Regions from separate parts of the Mus musculus genome. Here region 2 is linked to region 1. Evidence: chromatin contacts called from public ChIA-PET data. All regions are on one chromosome and are shown on one strand. The core of a region is the stretch at or near the end of the contact, and the rest is flanking DNA. Distances in the headings are between cores, read along the strand shown.

The links. ChIA-PET counts read pairs in DNA pulled down with a chosen protein or histone mark.
Region 2: an RNA polymerase II ChIA-PET map of memory CD8 T cells shows a contact between it and region 1, with 27 read pairs. The contact joins two enhancer-like sites. A contact is called at or near these places in 1 of 484 Hi-C or Micro-C datasets (the HPC-7 cell line) and 1 of 115 datasets of contacts at active chromatin or transcription factors (memory CD8 T cells).

What each region holds. Positions count from the first base shown.
Region 1 is chr17:44,651,949-44,659,730 of GRCm38.p6, reverse strand. It overlaps Runx2 (runt related transcription factor 2), which reads left to right. Exons shown (of 7, transcript NM_001145920.2): 4 at 1,039-1,212. Among named protein-coding and RNA genes, the nearest start is that of Runx2, 81 kb to the left of the region's middle. Within about 2 kb of position 5,175, at least 94 of the 459 cell types and tissues checked have an H3K27ac peak or open chromatin away from gene starts, as enhancers often do. A contact at or near this core is called in the HPC-7 cell line and memory CD8 T cells, where this site is marked.
Region 2 is chr17:45,116,716-45,124,497 of GRCm38.p6, reverse strand. Supt3 (SPT3, SAGA and STAGA complex component) reads right to left here. Exons shown (of 12, transcript NM_178652.3): 12 at 5,208-5,355. The coding sequence ends at 5,314. Among named protein-coding and RNA genes, the nearest start is that of Gm35097, 27 kb to the left of the region's middle. Within about 2 kb of position 4,212, at least 88 of the 459 cell types and tissues checked have an H3K27ac peak or open chromatin away from gene starts, as enhancers often do. A contact at or near this core is called in the HPC-7 cell line and memory CD8 T cells, where this site is marked.

The DNA.
Region 1 (7,782 bases), core at 3,926-6,425:
ACATTTCTTTAATACCCAGATTTCCTTTGCTGTATAACTTGAATAAACCAGAAGAAAGAAAAGGTCTGTCTGTCTGCCTATCTGTTTCTCTATTTCTCTCTCCTCCTTCCCTCTTCACTCCTCTTTTCTCTCTCTCCTCCTTCCCTCCCTTCCTCCCCCCCTCCATCCTTCCCCCCCCCCCCCCCGTCTTTCTCTCCCTCTCTCCCTCCCTCTCATAATGGGTGACCACATTCACAGTCACCTATTTGGCCCAACACCACTTTCCACTTTCTTGCATAAAGCTACAGTGGTAGATTTAAAAGAAAACATATTCTATGTGATTTAATGGGGTGTATTATACGCGTTTGGGCTTTAGCACATCTCAAAATCCCCAGATCTGTCCGTTTTGAAAATCTGATTTTCTTTGTCAGATTTCTTTTCTGACTTTCTTTGTATTTGTATTTGTATTTCTTTTCTTTTTATGTTTCTCCCTCCCTTCTATCTCCCCCCCCCATTTTCTGCCCCTTTTCCTTTTGCCTTCCTTCTTCCTTTCTGTTTCCCTTTTTTGAGTTTTAACTTTTCAGCAAGGAATAAGTAGCTAGCTGCACCACAAAAAGAAAACAGATCACTAGAGACACTATGGAAATCTGCCTTCCAAAAAGCGTTTGCCCGTGTTCCTGCCCTGGGTTTGTGAGAATGTAGCTGACTCCCTGAGCTTTCAGACGGGGCTCCCCATTGTGAAGCGAGAAGGGATTCCCCAGAGCACTCAGTCTTCCCATCCTCTTATTGCAGGGCTAGAGGAGGCACCCCGAGAGTTCCTCTTGAACCCTTGATTCAGGTCACTCTTGGGACCCTCAGTCCCCGCATACAGATAGAATTAGGAAGGTCTGTCACCCTACGATGCTTGAAGAGCAGCTTGCATAGACGGATCATAATAAATATCAGTGTTGATAATTCCTTGGCTTAAACCACCCAGTATGTATGTTACACATATCTATATAGCACGATCAATTGTTCAGCTAATTAATGTGCTTTTATTTTATGATTTGCTGTTTCCAGGGCACAGACAGAAGCTTGATGACTCTAAACCTAGTTTGTTCTCTGATCGCCTCAGTGATTTAGGGCGCATTCCTCATCCCAGTATGAGAGTAGGTGTCCCGCCTCAGAACCCACGGCCCTCCCTGAACTCTGCACCAAGTCCTTTTAATCCACAAGGACAGAGTCAGATTACAGGTAAGACAGACGCATAGGTTTCACTTGGAGTCTGGCAGGCTGGGGGTGAGGGGCTACCAGATAAGATGTGTTCATTTCGTGACTTCCAGAGCTGCGATCGGCTCGTGAAAAACTTAAGATGCGAAGATACTGATTTCTTCCTTTTATTAAGACCGTTTTGACATTTGATAACTTGGGGATGAAAATGAAGGTTTCTGCTAATGTTGGGCTTTACAGCTGTGTCGTGTACACTGTGGCGGGGTGGGAAGAGCTGTGCTGTGGGAGAATGTGTGATATAAATTCTATATTGTATCCAGCTGGTGCAGGGGACAGCATCACACCCTGACCATTGGAAGATTAGTGTTGCCGACTCGGATTTGAGTGTAAATTTCTTACACATATAACAGTTTCATTTAGTTTGCTTCAAAAATAGCCAAGGGCTAACAGGAAGCCTTGATTGGTAGTTAGAGGCAGGGTCAGTGAATAGTTCTTCAGGCAGACAGAACCCATTTTGGATTCATAATTAGCTCCGGTTCTCCACACTGCATTTCTGCTTATATGTTTCAGTGCGCAGGTCACTTTGTTTCTTCTTAACACCAGCATCAGGTCATAACTGGCTATGATGCATTAAGATCCCAGCTCTTTTTGGTTTTCTACCCAACTGGTACAAATACAGACCTTACTTTAGGATCAGTTTGATTGCTTTGAGGTCCCGTTGACAAGAATGTGTGGATCGTGGCAGATCTTTAATCTGCATGTCAAAAATATCAAGAGGTCAAAGAATATTACTTCATCTTCTTGTTGTCCTTGCTAGAGGCAGAGTAGACTAATGAGAAAACAAGTCAAAACAAAACATGCAATAAACCCTAAATGTGCATTTTTTTGATGGCTAGGTTTTCTTCTGTAGTGGCTATACTTAAGTATGCATAACGGTCTCAAAACAGAAATGTTTCTGACCCACCTCTTTTCGGTCTCCTGCCCATGCTCTGCAAATGTATTCTTGGATATTTCCTAAGAGTAGCCTTTTCTTTCTTTGGGTTTGTTTAGTAAATGAATGCAGTTGCATAAAAAGTAATTTGGAATTGTAAAAAAAATAAAATAAAAAATAATATGTCTCAGTATACTGGAAGAATGTTAGTACTCTGTGAGAGGACCATATTTTAACCTGTCTGAAACTTTAAACAGCATTCATGAAGCAAATGGCTAAAAAATGTGTGCTAGATGTGCTCATGATAAAAGTGCAAGGGTGAGGTTCACACTAGCCTGTGGATGTTATAACTTTAAAGTACTGGACTTCAGTTGATCAAGATTCAAAATAGCCATCTTATAAAAATTCTCAGTCTGTCTGTATGTGTGCATGTGTTTGTGTGTGTGTGTGTGTGTGTGTGTGAGAGAGAGAGAGAGAGAGAGAGAGAGAGAGAGAGAGAGAGAGAGAGGAGGGTATGTGTTTCTATATTATTTACAGTCATGATTACTTTTATATGCATATATACATCATATGATTTGGTAACTACTAGGCTACTTAAGTTTTTCATTTCTATGTTCTAATCTTTAACTATTTGTTAACATATTGACAACTAATGGTTTTAGTATGTTGCTTGCTTTAATGTGCATGAGTGTTTGCCTGCATGTATGAATGTGTAGTGCATGTATGTGGTGCTCTCAGAGTCTAGAAGAGGGCATCAGATCCCCAGGAACTAGAGCTTATGGGTGCTGGATCCTCTATAAGAGCAACAAGAGCTCTTTATTGCTGAGCTTCATTGCTCTTCATTCTTTCTAGCCTCCTATGGGACTATGGGACTTTAAAATGGCCCTTTGAACCTGGCTGATGCTTGATCCACTTAAGAGGCCTAAATCTATGAGTAAAGTCACAGGAGAGCTCTGTAAGCCAGGCAGTGGTGGCGCACGCCTTTAATCCCAACACTTGGGAGGCATAGGCAGGCGGATTTCTGAGTTCGAGACCAACCTGGTCTACAAAGTGAGTTCCAGGACAGCCCTGGAACAGAGAAACCTATACAGAGAAACCCCGCCTCAAACAAACAAACAAAACAAAACAAACAACAACAAGAAAGCCGAGAACCTAAAGGTACTTTAGACATCCTTGAGCCAGACATTGGAAAGGCAGTGGGGGAGGGGCTACCTTTAACAGCATCCCTGCATGCAGACGTGTGAGTAAGCTTCTGAGAAAGCAGGGACTTATGGGGGGGCAGAGCATCTGCGAAGATCAGGAGTTTGACCTCCCCTTCTGCAGAATAGGTTCACCTCCAGTTGGCAGCAGTATCTCTCCACTACCATCCCTCTTGAGAGGGTCAGGAAGGTTGAGCTCCTTGCTCGCAGTTGCTTGGCATGTTAGAAGCAGCAGGACAGCTAATATTCCCTGGGTCCATTTCTTAAAATGAAATTATGGCATTCCACAGGTATTGATAGCATCCTAGAAGTCTGTCTTATAAGATACTGGTCCTTCACATGGGGGGCTTTGGTATTGGTGGGCCAATTAAGGATCAGTTGTTTTCACAGTTTTCTTCATTGTCCTCTTTTGGTCATGATAGCTTTTTCTCCAGCCTCCCAAAGCAAAGGTGTACAGGTGTATCTGGACATGCTCTGCTCTTGGTTGTGTGGATGTTCTTTAAATGTCCTCATGTTGTTGCGAGGATGCGGGGACAAAGATGCCTGCAAGTAGTAAAGGGTATGCCGAGTCTTTGAAACTAGACAAGCAGGAAATCCAGGAACACCCAGGACAGTAGCTACATCATGGGTGAATCTCAGGATTCACCTTCTTGTTTATTTACTAAGTGTGCTTTTGATCCCAGCACATGCAGAGAGCCCATCTTTGGCAGGGCAGAGAGCAGGGAAAAGTGCTTTTCTTCATCTACTCTAGCCAAAGAGGCTCATTTGGATCTTGGCCCTCACGCACCATGCTTTTCATAGTAGTCAGTCTACTGAGGAGGTGGAATTCCTCCCCAGATCTCTTCATTATCTTCCTGGGAAGAGCCTTTCTCCAAAAGCTCCTTTCCATTCTCTGAGCATTTGTGGGAATGCCACTGTTTCTCAGCTTCTGTGTATCTGTTTTTCTCCATTGGCTGGTGTGGACTTCTCTGAAGCAAAGAGTCTCACTAAATGTAGACTTGATGAGAATCCAATAGAGAAGAAATAGGTGCAAAAACAGCAGAACTGTATCATGATTTTCTTGTTAGCATGGACCGTGCTTTCTAATTTCTTATCCAGGCCATTCTTGTTTCCTGAAAGTGAACTATGGCAGAAACCACATTTCTATATAATTCTCTGCTGTTAAACCAGTTGGTTTCATACTAGAAGGAGCTGCAGAACTCACATTCTTGAGACTTGCCTAGAGTGGTAACTTCTTGGCATTTCCTATCGGCATTCTAGTTCATGTAATTCTCTGTTCAAGGATGTTTGTCACAGAGCCTGATTCTCTCTTGTTAGCTTGGTTCTCTTGAGGTGTTTACCCCCTCACAGCACACAGTGGTCATGGTTGTATGCGCATCTGAAGTTCTTCGTCTTGCCCAACATCAAAGGCAGATGACTTCTTCAGAGTCCCAGCACAGCAAAATGAAGTTCAAGGAAATAGTTAGTGCTTAGTGGTTCATAATTAGCCTTTTCTAATGTCTCTTGCAGTTCCTAGGGCCAAAGGTTCCAGCCATATGGTGGGCTGGCTTCTCTGCTGTGCCAGGCCGGTGGTGCCGCTCTGTTGATGTCTTTGATGGCTCATGTTCTTTCTGCCTGAGGGACCAGGGCCTCCCCACAGCTTCCTGAGGAAGTTGCCTCCTCCCCAACTCTTTTTTATCATTCTGACATCTGCTGCCTGTCTCTTGGCACCAGGAAACACCTAGCCTGTTGCAAATGCCAACCCCCTTTGACTCAGCATGTGGCAATGGTTTTGGAGGTTGAAGATGCCATGCTAGGAGGCGCTTCTCATGACAGCTGCCACTGTAAATTCTCTGTATGACACAGTTGTACGTAAAAGTAATTCTGGTGATTCATGCCCTTGGGCTCTGTGGGATGGAATTTTGATCTCATCACTGGAAGGACAGTATATACTGATATTTTTCTCTTAATCATTTATGCAGGAAGTCAATTGAGGCTTAATGTTTTGCTAGGCACTGTTGTAAGTGAATCAAATAGATGCAGTTTTTGCAATGGCTTTTATGAAATTTTGAAAATGCAGTGTTTTATATCTGCAGTCTACTTCATGTAATCTTCTGTGCAAATATGTTTTTATAAGAGGGCCTGGTCCTCTCTCATTAGCTTACATTTCAGTGACATTTACAGCCAATAAAGGAGTAGAACGAGTACACATGACATCGTTTCAAAATAAGTGTCCAGGAGCAGAAAATGAAGCACTTAGTACAGAGAGCAACTTAGGAGGAAGGGAAGCAACTAATTTCGATTGTAAAGTTGGGGAAGGAATCTTTGGAGACAGGCCTGTGAGGAGCAGCACGTAAGCAGTGGGAGGACTCATGCAGGTGGGAGGACTCTTGAGAATGAGCAGACTCAGAAAAGCAGGCCGTGGCAAAGCTATGGAGGACCTCAGAGGATGGGGCCACTGAAGGATAGGAACCAAGGGATGGGTGTTCTCTAATCACCGACATGTTTACATGCCACCTTCGGGTGCTCTGTATAGGGTGCATGCATCCCATGGGCCAACGGTAGAAGCAGGCTTATGGTCAAGGTGCTGCTCCAGGGGCTGATCTAATGACACTACAGGGAGTGTAGAACTTGGAGCTTTTTTACCTGGGCAGCTGGAGAACAGGGATATCATTTTATGGTGTGGGGGAAGACTTGGAGAAGGGTATGAGTTGTTAGTTAAATACTAAATGAAAATTAATTTTCCATGAATGTAGATGCTGGAAGTATTTAGGATAGTGTTTGTTTGTTTCTGGTATGACTTCCATTTTCAGTAGACCCTCAGGCAGGACTAGATTCTTGGGTATCTACTAGATGGGCCATTGTATCCTTTACAGTGGCTTTCTCCTCGTGGAATGTGCGTGCCGCTCATCTGACAGTTCACTCACAGTCTCTTTAGTAATATGCCACCATATCCCTACTTTTTCCTGGCATATCCTTCTGTTTATTGTTTTCCCCCAGACATTCTTTTTTCCAGACTTGGGCCAATTGCCATGCCTCTGCCAGGCCTCTTCTGGTCCACTCACTGAGTCAGGCTCCCTTGCCACCTTGTGCAACACTCCATTACATCACGTTCCATGTGGGGACAACGACTTGACCACACATTGTCTCTTGCATCAGATTTTCCATTTTTCAAACTCTGAGGCCATGTTATATTCATCGTTGTGTCCCTATTGTCTTCAGTAATGCCTAGGGCTTGGTGATAAATGAATAAATAGGTCATTGATTTCTTCAGGAAGTATGATGGAATATTATCCTGGACTTAGTCTTTGTAGTTTCTATTTGATTGGATTCTTATTAGCTATCATTTATTGTTGCATATCACGAGCCAGGCACTGTTCCAATGAGGTTAAGTCACAATCCTTCACAATGGGGCTTTTAGGTAGGCAGTATTGTTGTGGCAACCGAGGGCCAGAAAAATAAAGTAGCTCTCCCAGGATCCTACGTACAACTCCTGACTATTAAATAAAAGATTTAAGAAACATCCGCATAGTTCCAGGGCCAAATTGAATACTGTCCTGTGTGCTAGAGAAGACACACTTCTTAAAGGGCTACTTCTGGAGTTTCTGATCTGTACTTTAAAGTGTTTATTGATGCCTTAAGATGTTCTGCAAATAGATGTAGGTGGCTGAAGTCGACTCCATTGTTACAGTCGTTGTTTCTGAGTGTCAAATTTTTAGGAGGCAGCCACCTGTACCTCTATCAGGTTGAACATGTCATTAACCATCGAAGTGAACACGTGTCATGTGTGACCACTTCCATTTTCTGCTTTCCACTGGGTATTATTTAGGAACCCCAGGGAAGATGGTCTCCTAAAAGAGATACATGAGGAGTATCTAGCTCATACTTTAGTATGCAGCAAAATCATTGTTAATGATTAAAGTGTAGTTCTATAAAGCATGTGTTTATAACAATAATTTTAAAAATCATAACTAGGTGGAATGATTTACCAGATAGTCCAAGGCCATATAAATTGCACGAGCAGTTACCTCGATAAGGGTTAGGTCATCATCCTCCACTTCAATCTGATTCTGTAGTCCCTCGGGGGGAATAAAGCTCCTTTAGAAACTAAGAGGATCTCTAGCCAACTATGCTAGTGGGATTAACCTATGCACGCTTGGCTGACCTAGGCTCAGTCCACTGTTGCTTGTCCTGAAGCGTTTATCAGCATAATCCTCTCAGAAGTAGGACAGGACAGCTGAGTAGTGTGTGTCTCAAATTGCTATTCTCTTCAAATGCCAAGTGACCACATAGTTCTGGGAGGGGAGACAAGCCAGGAGGAGATGTGGGCATGGGTCGGATGGGGGTAGCTGTGAATGTGACTGACGGGGAACCCAAGAGAGGCTCAGACAGAGTGGCTGCTGGGTCCACCAGTATGGATTTGGAGAGGGAAGCAAGCCAATGTGTCCCTATTACCCAGAGGCACCATGGAGCCTAAAAGAGGTG
Region 2 (7,782 bases), core at 2,963-5,462, 470 kb before region 1:
ATGGATATTGACAGCCACACAGACCCTGCTCATGCTGTGCTAAACTGCTTAGTGGCAATGGGGCTCTTTGACTCTCTACAGGTCCTGTGGAGGCATCATAAACCAAACTAGCAACAGCAATATTTGCTGTTGTCTGGGGACTTCCTGGGTGAGTGGCACACATAGAGGCCAGTGGGGAGTGATGCATGGTCAGTGAACACACAGGAAGCTGTCTTAACTCTTGAAAATGAAGTGGCTAGAGGAAGCCAGTCAAAGGCCTCTTTGCATGGGTATCTGCATCATATGCATGCTCCTTGTCTGTGGAGGCCAGAAGAGGGCACTGGATACCCTGGGACTGTAGTAACAGAAGGCTGTGAGCCACCATGTGGGTGCTGGGAAATGAACGCAGTTCCTCTGGAAGATCAGCTGGTGTTAAGCCCTGAGCCACTTCCCAGCCCCTGGGGTTGGATTTTAAAAGTTGCTAAGTATAGATGAGAGCTGTTGTAATGCAGACTGCACTCAGCCACTTTCTTTCCATTTCCCTGTTTATCGCTGTACATTAAATCCTTCAAACGCATGCATGCAAACTTGCCAGACTAAGAGAAACTAGGCTCATCACAATTAGAATTTAAGGAACAAATACTTCAAAACCATTCATGCATGTTCTGAACACTGCCATCTGAACCCTGGCATTGACCCCTGACTGCAAGCACATGTGAACAACACAGAGCTTATTCTGCAACATGGATAATTTGTGTGAAAGCATACAATAGTAGCCTTTACAATCAGTCTTCTGGACACAGCCAGAATTTAGAAGATGTGTTCTCTGTCACAGTTTATGTAAGGATCCTCTGTTTCTGTGGCGTGTTTATTCACATACATGTATATGTGCAGGTATGAGTGACTGGGGTGTGTGTCAGAGGATGGCCCTGGGCATACTGCTCTATCATTCTCTGCCTTATTAATGCAGGTCTCTCTTGGCTTGGCTGGCAGTCGGCAAAGCTCAGAATTCTTCCTGTCTCCACCCTTCACTCCTGGTTACTAGGACAGGCAGGTAACCACCTGACTTTTTCTGAAGGTGTTGGAGATCTGAATGTAGGTCCTTTTGCTTACCCATTGAGCCCATGCCTCAGCACCCATGCTCCCACTTCTGTTAGACCTAATACACATTACACTATTCATATATTTACCCTAAGGTTTTCAACACTAAAGAGGAGTTGGCATTCTCTAAATTACATTGTTATACACTTTGTTTTATATTGCTTACATAGTGCATAGATAAAGACTGTTTTGAGCTTCAGTGAAAATTTCCTGTAATCAAGTATTTCTGGTATGAGAAAGGTTTTTCTCTTCATTGTGTTTCCAGAAGTTTCTAGTATATTCAATACTGCCTAAGAGTGGGATCAAAGCACTGGATACAAATGTCAGTCCCACTTTAGATCACTCTTCACAATGCACTCAACTTGCCAAGTTCCGAGTCTCCTTTCCTGCCTGTGGGTCACACTGTGTGCGCTTCTTGGGGCGTGGCAGCCCTTCAAGGAGGGGCCCAAGAAGCACAGCTCACGGAGGCTTGCTCTGACTGTTGTGCTGCACTGATGAACCCACTGATGGGTAGATATGCATGACTATGCTTTGGCCCTTTCCACTCATCCTTCTATGTCTTTTCCTATTTTTACTTCTCAGTGTCACTGAGAAGAGTGACACTACTCTATTTCCCCGTATCACTGGGATTTGTGACAGCTGGGTGCATAGGAGCAGGAAAAGGCGCATGAACAAGTTCTCCACAGAGCCACAGCAGTTCATATGTTGGCGTTATTGTTCCTGAGTACGAACTGACCATTTTAAATTATGCTTCTGTTACAAAATTTCCAAGACTTAGGACAGCTTGTATGCTTGATATTTTGTTTCATACTTTAAATCCATGCCCCCCCCCCACAAGGTATCACCACCCCACTCAAAACACTTGAGATTCATTTTAAGAGACAGGACCTTTTGATATTTTCGTTTTCCAGGACGACATCACACCGACATCCACCTTCCACAGCATGGCTCTGTTGCCTAAACTTGGCTGGACGCCCTTGGAGAGAGCCTTTCCCTTAGTGAACACAATTCCACGGAAACTGCTGGAGTCCCTGCTCCTTACCACTGATTTTGGATTCCAAACAAGATAGAACATAGCTGGGGACCTGGGTTCCTGGAGGGGCGCCGCTTTGACACACTCTATTCGCTGCCCTTACACTATTTGTGGAAGTGTTTATATACTATGAAATGCTCAGCCAAAGCATACAGGAAACCGTAAAAGATTTTACGGGACGTATACATGGTTGATGGGAGAACTTAAATGTGACCTGGGAAGGTTCTACCTGAGTTGCAGGAGGCAGATGAGAGTGCCCACGCTTCGTGCTGCTTCCCTGTCTCATACAGGTTAGAAGAGCCTGAAAGCAATGCCTAATTTGGGTGTTATATTGAAAAAAAATTCTTAAGTTCAAACTTTACAATTTCTAGACAAATAAACTTGTTTTCTTTCAGACAGAGCTCATATCTCCAGTTATGTTTACTTATCTTCCATGAGGTAAAACATTGAAGTCGGTATGTTTACTATTTTTTTTAGATTTATTTATTTATTTATTATATGTAAGTTCACTGTAGCTGTCTTCAGACACACCAGAAGACGGAGTCAGATCTTGTTACAGATGGTTGCGAGCCACCATGTGGTTGCTGGGATTTGAACTCAGAACCTCTGGAAGAGCAATTGGGTGCTCTTACCCACTGAGCCATCTCACCAGCCCCTGTTTACTACTTTTTAAAAACAAAGACCAGACAGCCTCACAGGAGCTATCTATATACACTGTATATTTAAAAATATTTGCATTTCTGATGTTTTTTAAATAAAAACCTTAATCTGGAACATTATTTTTGAATCTCAACTATTATCATGTGTGAAGGCACTCCCTTTAGACATGACCCCAAAAGGGCATTTCCAGAAAGTCACACTTGTGAGTTTAGGCAGTAGAAGGTTTCTGCTTCCTTTTTCCTTACCTACGGGGCCACATCAATTTTCCAGAAGAGAAGCTATTTACTATCTTTGGGTTTATTTACTTTTAAGTTTGCTAAAGTACAGGGGATTAACAACAACAACAATAAAATCCCACCCAGGAACTGTCTGTGTATTGCTACCTGATTGAGAGTTGGGCCTTATGTGTAGAAAGTGTGTCATTTACTGGCACAGCCCTTCAAAGATTTCACTATTATGATTCCACATTTATACTTTAGCTGTGTGTATAATCAGTATCTTTAAGAAATAAGTTTATGCTATTGTACAGAATAAATATGAGAGCCCTGTTGTGTCTGGCTGACAGTCTCATAAGTCCAGGGTGGTAAAGTATGTGTTAAGGCTTCGGGAATCACAGACGGTGACCCAGGACAGTCATTTGCTTGTCTAGGCCAGGCTCGTTTGCATCTAAGTATGTGACAATTCCCAATGGCCCTCACAGCTGCCTTCTCTACTGTGATAATAGGTGACACTTTAATCTGAGGGTATAGTTTATGGAAGTATCATTTGTGAGATTTTTCTTCTAAATTTTATCTATATCACTGTCTATAAAATTTTGTCGTACTTCTAATTTAGTCTTGTTCAATGGGCTAGGGGAAGAGCCCACGTGTAGGAAAGAGAAAAAAATTAAAACTATTAATATTGAGCGACTATGGGCACATCTCGGCTCGCTCAGGAAAGACACAAAAGACCTTGTTTCATTTTACCTTCAGCTTTCTGGACGATGATGAAAAGTGAAAGTGATTATGTGAGCTCCCTGGGCAAAAGCAGATTTTATAAATAATTACCTGTCAGACAGTTCAAGATAGACAAACATACAGCAGACCAACACAAACACAGAGCTGTCGTGTTCCTGAGAGAAATGTGCGCTGAGTCTTCCCTTCCCGGGACTATGAGGAGATTAGGTAGAAGAAAACGAAGGGGAAAAAGAAAACCTTGCATTTTTTACCTGGTGCAGTTTTCAAATATATAATGCGGGGCAGAGAAGGGTTTTCAATGGGAGATCTCAGCCCCTGAAACTTTGAGATCTTCTGGCAGATGGAAACCAAATACAATAAGCTTGCCATTTCCAGCATAAGGATGCTTACTGCAGGGCTATAATTTCCCATGATTAGGGACGCCAAGGGCAATGAGAGTGACGATGAAAAGAAAAAGCATAATCATACTTTTCAATAAGCGCGGGTGGAACGTCAGAACCCCTCGGCAATTTTTGATATTAAATATCTGCATTTTTTTTTATAACATGTACATTCTTCTTCCTGAAAACGGTTGTTACACATCAGGTAAACCACAGCGGGGAACGGCACGGCACATCAGGGCACAGCACACTGAGGCTCAGAACGGTTTGTTCGCACAGGAAACTTCTGCTCTTGCTTCTCTCTCTTACCCGGAACACTTACAGAACGAAAGACATAACTTCCTCCTGCTCGATTCATATTAATCAGGAGCTATGCCGGGGCATCTGCTATATTTTGGTTTGTTCCCAAGAGTTACACTTCCTCGTTTACTAGAGAAAGTACGGATGGCAGAGGGGTAGCTTGGCAGCTCCCAGCAAGCAGTGCTGGATCCCCATCAGGGGTAGAATCTGCAGGGTTAGGATCCTCGTGCTCCCGATTTTAAACTGTGCTATGAAAGGGCATGGAAAGTGTGTGTGTGTGTGTGTGTGTGTGTGTGCACGCGCGTGCGCATAAAGATGGTCTCTTCAGTGACTGAGGTGATGGGGGAGGAGGGAACAGGTGGCTTGTCTCACCAGCAGAATCTCTGATGGGTGTATGTTTATAAAGTAACTATGTTTCTAAAATGCACACAGAGACAATCAACAGTGTTGGAAAGCACAGTTGGTGGGTCAGTGGGAAGGGTACACTGACTCATCTAAATTTTGTCTCTTTTGTCCCAAATCTGAATCATAAAAATGCATCATATAAAAGGCAGACTAAACACTGGAGGGGGAAAAAAACGCACAACACCGCTTTTAAGACTTAGGAGCTGAGGGCAGCAAATCTGTGCCAAATTCAAACTCCAAAATTGTGTGATGTGCATTTCTGTCCACCTACACACCATCCCCAACATCCTGCCATTAATTAGGCAATGGCCCATTCAGTAAACAAGGCTGAGGAGGATGGGGAAGAGCTGTAGTCAGACGGTTGAAGAGTCAGAAACAAAGCAGGCCACTCCCTAGGGCAGGAGAACATAAAATCCTATTTTATTTTCCGGCAGGACAGGCAAGAATGACCTCGGTGAACCACTCCCTCTTCGTGGCGGCAGGCACGGCCATGGTCCCCTCAGCAGGCCAGGAAAGCCATCCCACTCCTTCGGTAGGCACTCTGTCAAAGACAAAGAAATCTGCAATGAATTATCGCATCAAGTCGAACAAGGAGAGGAGGCAGAGGCTTTCTTCCTGTTTTGTAGACTGCTGGCTACGAGCTAATAGGACACTGAATATGAATATTTCTGGTGGCACAGCTATAGCGACCATTCTGTCTATTAAAGTCAATGTGGTTAACAAGTGGTTAGGGAGTCTATTTTGGGGAAGTGGGTGATATGCAAAATAAGGCATCCCATTTTGTCCTGTTAATGGATTGGGGTTGGTTGAGCCAAGGAAGAGATGTGCTGGGTCTGTTTGTCTTTTGGAAACATGTGTTCTCTATTCAACATGCTCCGCAGTCTGTTCTAACTAAGCATTGTAATAGTCTATAAATTACTGACTCATTACTGTCTTCCCAGGCATAATTTATAGTCTGGAGTGGAAGGCTGTGGGGACAGACACTAAGGGAGGCCTTTTTTCCTCTGCAGCATGGCAGTCTCAGAGACTCACTGCACAGGACTGGAGGTATGGACAACTCCCATCTGTAGATGTACTTGGAGGCAGCCATATGGGTGATCATGGCAGGATAAATTGTGGCTTTCAAAACTGGACACTGGTTGCAGTAACACAATGCATTCCAGGTAAAGAAAGTGACACCTCACCTTTCATCTCCTGCTAAGGAGTCTGCATTTTGGAGAGGGAAGACCTGGCCAATGGTGGCCTTTCCTGACTGTGTGGAGTCTTACTTTGTGGCAAAGAGGATCATAGCTAAAAGCCAGACTGAAAACGAAAGCCCCTCCCGGGCATGCTGCACACCACTGACCTGGCAACAGTCACACTCACACTTTTAATTCATACTTTCAATTTTTTATGCATATTTAGAAAAATGTAAAAAACCTATTAGGACCTATCAAGCCAGCACCCTGGGGCAGTCTGGAGTCTGTCACTTCCAGCTCAATCTCTCTACTGCAGTGGTCACCTTGGGTGGGGGGGCATTCACACAGGCAGACAACCATGACAGCTGAGCAGAGGTCCCTGTGCACAGCTATGCCACATAAGAGCCAGGATGTGAGCTAAACTTTGAAAATCGGCAAGTAGCCAGAGAAAAGAAGACAGCAAAATGCACCTCTACCCCCTCCAGGGCAGGGATGAGAACAGGGAAGAGAAAGTGCCAGCAACTCTTGTATAGCTTTGGCCCAAGAAGGAACTCATTTTGGGTCTCCCCAACCTGCACCCCACAACCTAAACTGGAACAGCAGCATAATGCTAGATGCCATTGTGCCTTGGGGGCCAGGAGTCAGTCCCTGATACCATAAGAGGACTTGGGCTGCTGTGTCCTTTACTGGGTAGAAGACAGTTCTTCCAGGTCTTGTGACTTCAGGGGACATAGACAGTGACAGTCACAGTCTGAGTCTATGCTTGCTTGCTTCATGGCATCCAGTTAAGGTTTTCTTTTTTTTAAATCTTACAAAGGAAAATATTTAATTGGGGGTGGCTTACAGTTAAAAGGTTTAGTTATCTTAATGGTAGGAAACATGGTGACATGCAGGCAGACATGATACTGGAGAAGGAACTGAGAGTTCTACATCTCATCTGCAGGCAGCAGAAGTAAATGTCACACTAGTCCTAGCTTGAATGTCTGAAACCTCAAAACCCACCCTCACAGTGACATACTTTCTCTAACAAGGTCACACCCACTTCAACAAGGCCACACCTCCTAATAGTACCACTCCCTATGGACCCATATGGACCATTAAAAAAATTGATATTTTATTTATTTACATTTCAAATGTTATCCTCTTTTCTGGTTTCCCCTCTGAAACGCCCCACCTTATCCCCCCCTTATCCTGCTTCTGTGAGGGTGCTCCCCCACCCATTCCTGCCTTCTCACCCTGGCATTTCTCTACACTGGGGCATCAACCCTTTACAGGATCAAGGGCTCCTCTCCCACTGATGCTAGATAAGGCCCCTTCAGTTCCTTCAGTCCTTCCCCTAACTCCTCCATTGGGGTCCCTGTGCTCAGTCCAATGGTTGGCTGCGATCATCCGCATCTGTATTGGTCAGGCTCTGGCAGAGCCTCTCAGGAGACAGCTTTATCAGGCTCCTGTCAGCAAGTACTGCTTGGCATCTACAATAGTGTCTGGGTTTGCTGTCTGCATGTGGGATGGATCCCCAGGTGGGGCAGTCTCTGGATGGCCTTTCCTTCAGTCTCTGTTCCATTCTTTATTCCTGTATTTCCTATTAGACAGGAGTAATTCTGGGTTAAAATTTTGGAGATGGGTGGGCAGCCCCATCCCTGAACCAGGGGGTCATGCCTAACCTCTGGGTATGGTCTTGACAGGTTCTCCCTCCCCTCTGTGGGGAATTCTAGCTAATGACATCCTGTGGGGTCCTGGGAGGCTCTTGCTTTTTAACCAACAGCATTGAGACTGAGGCTGTTGGTGCA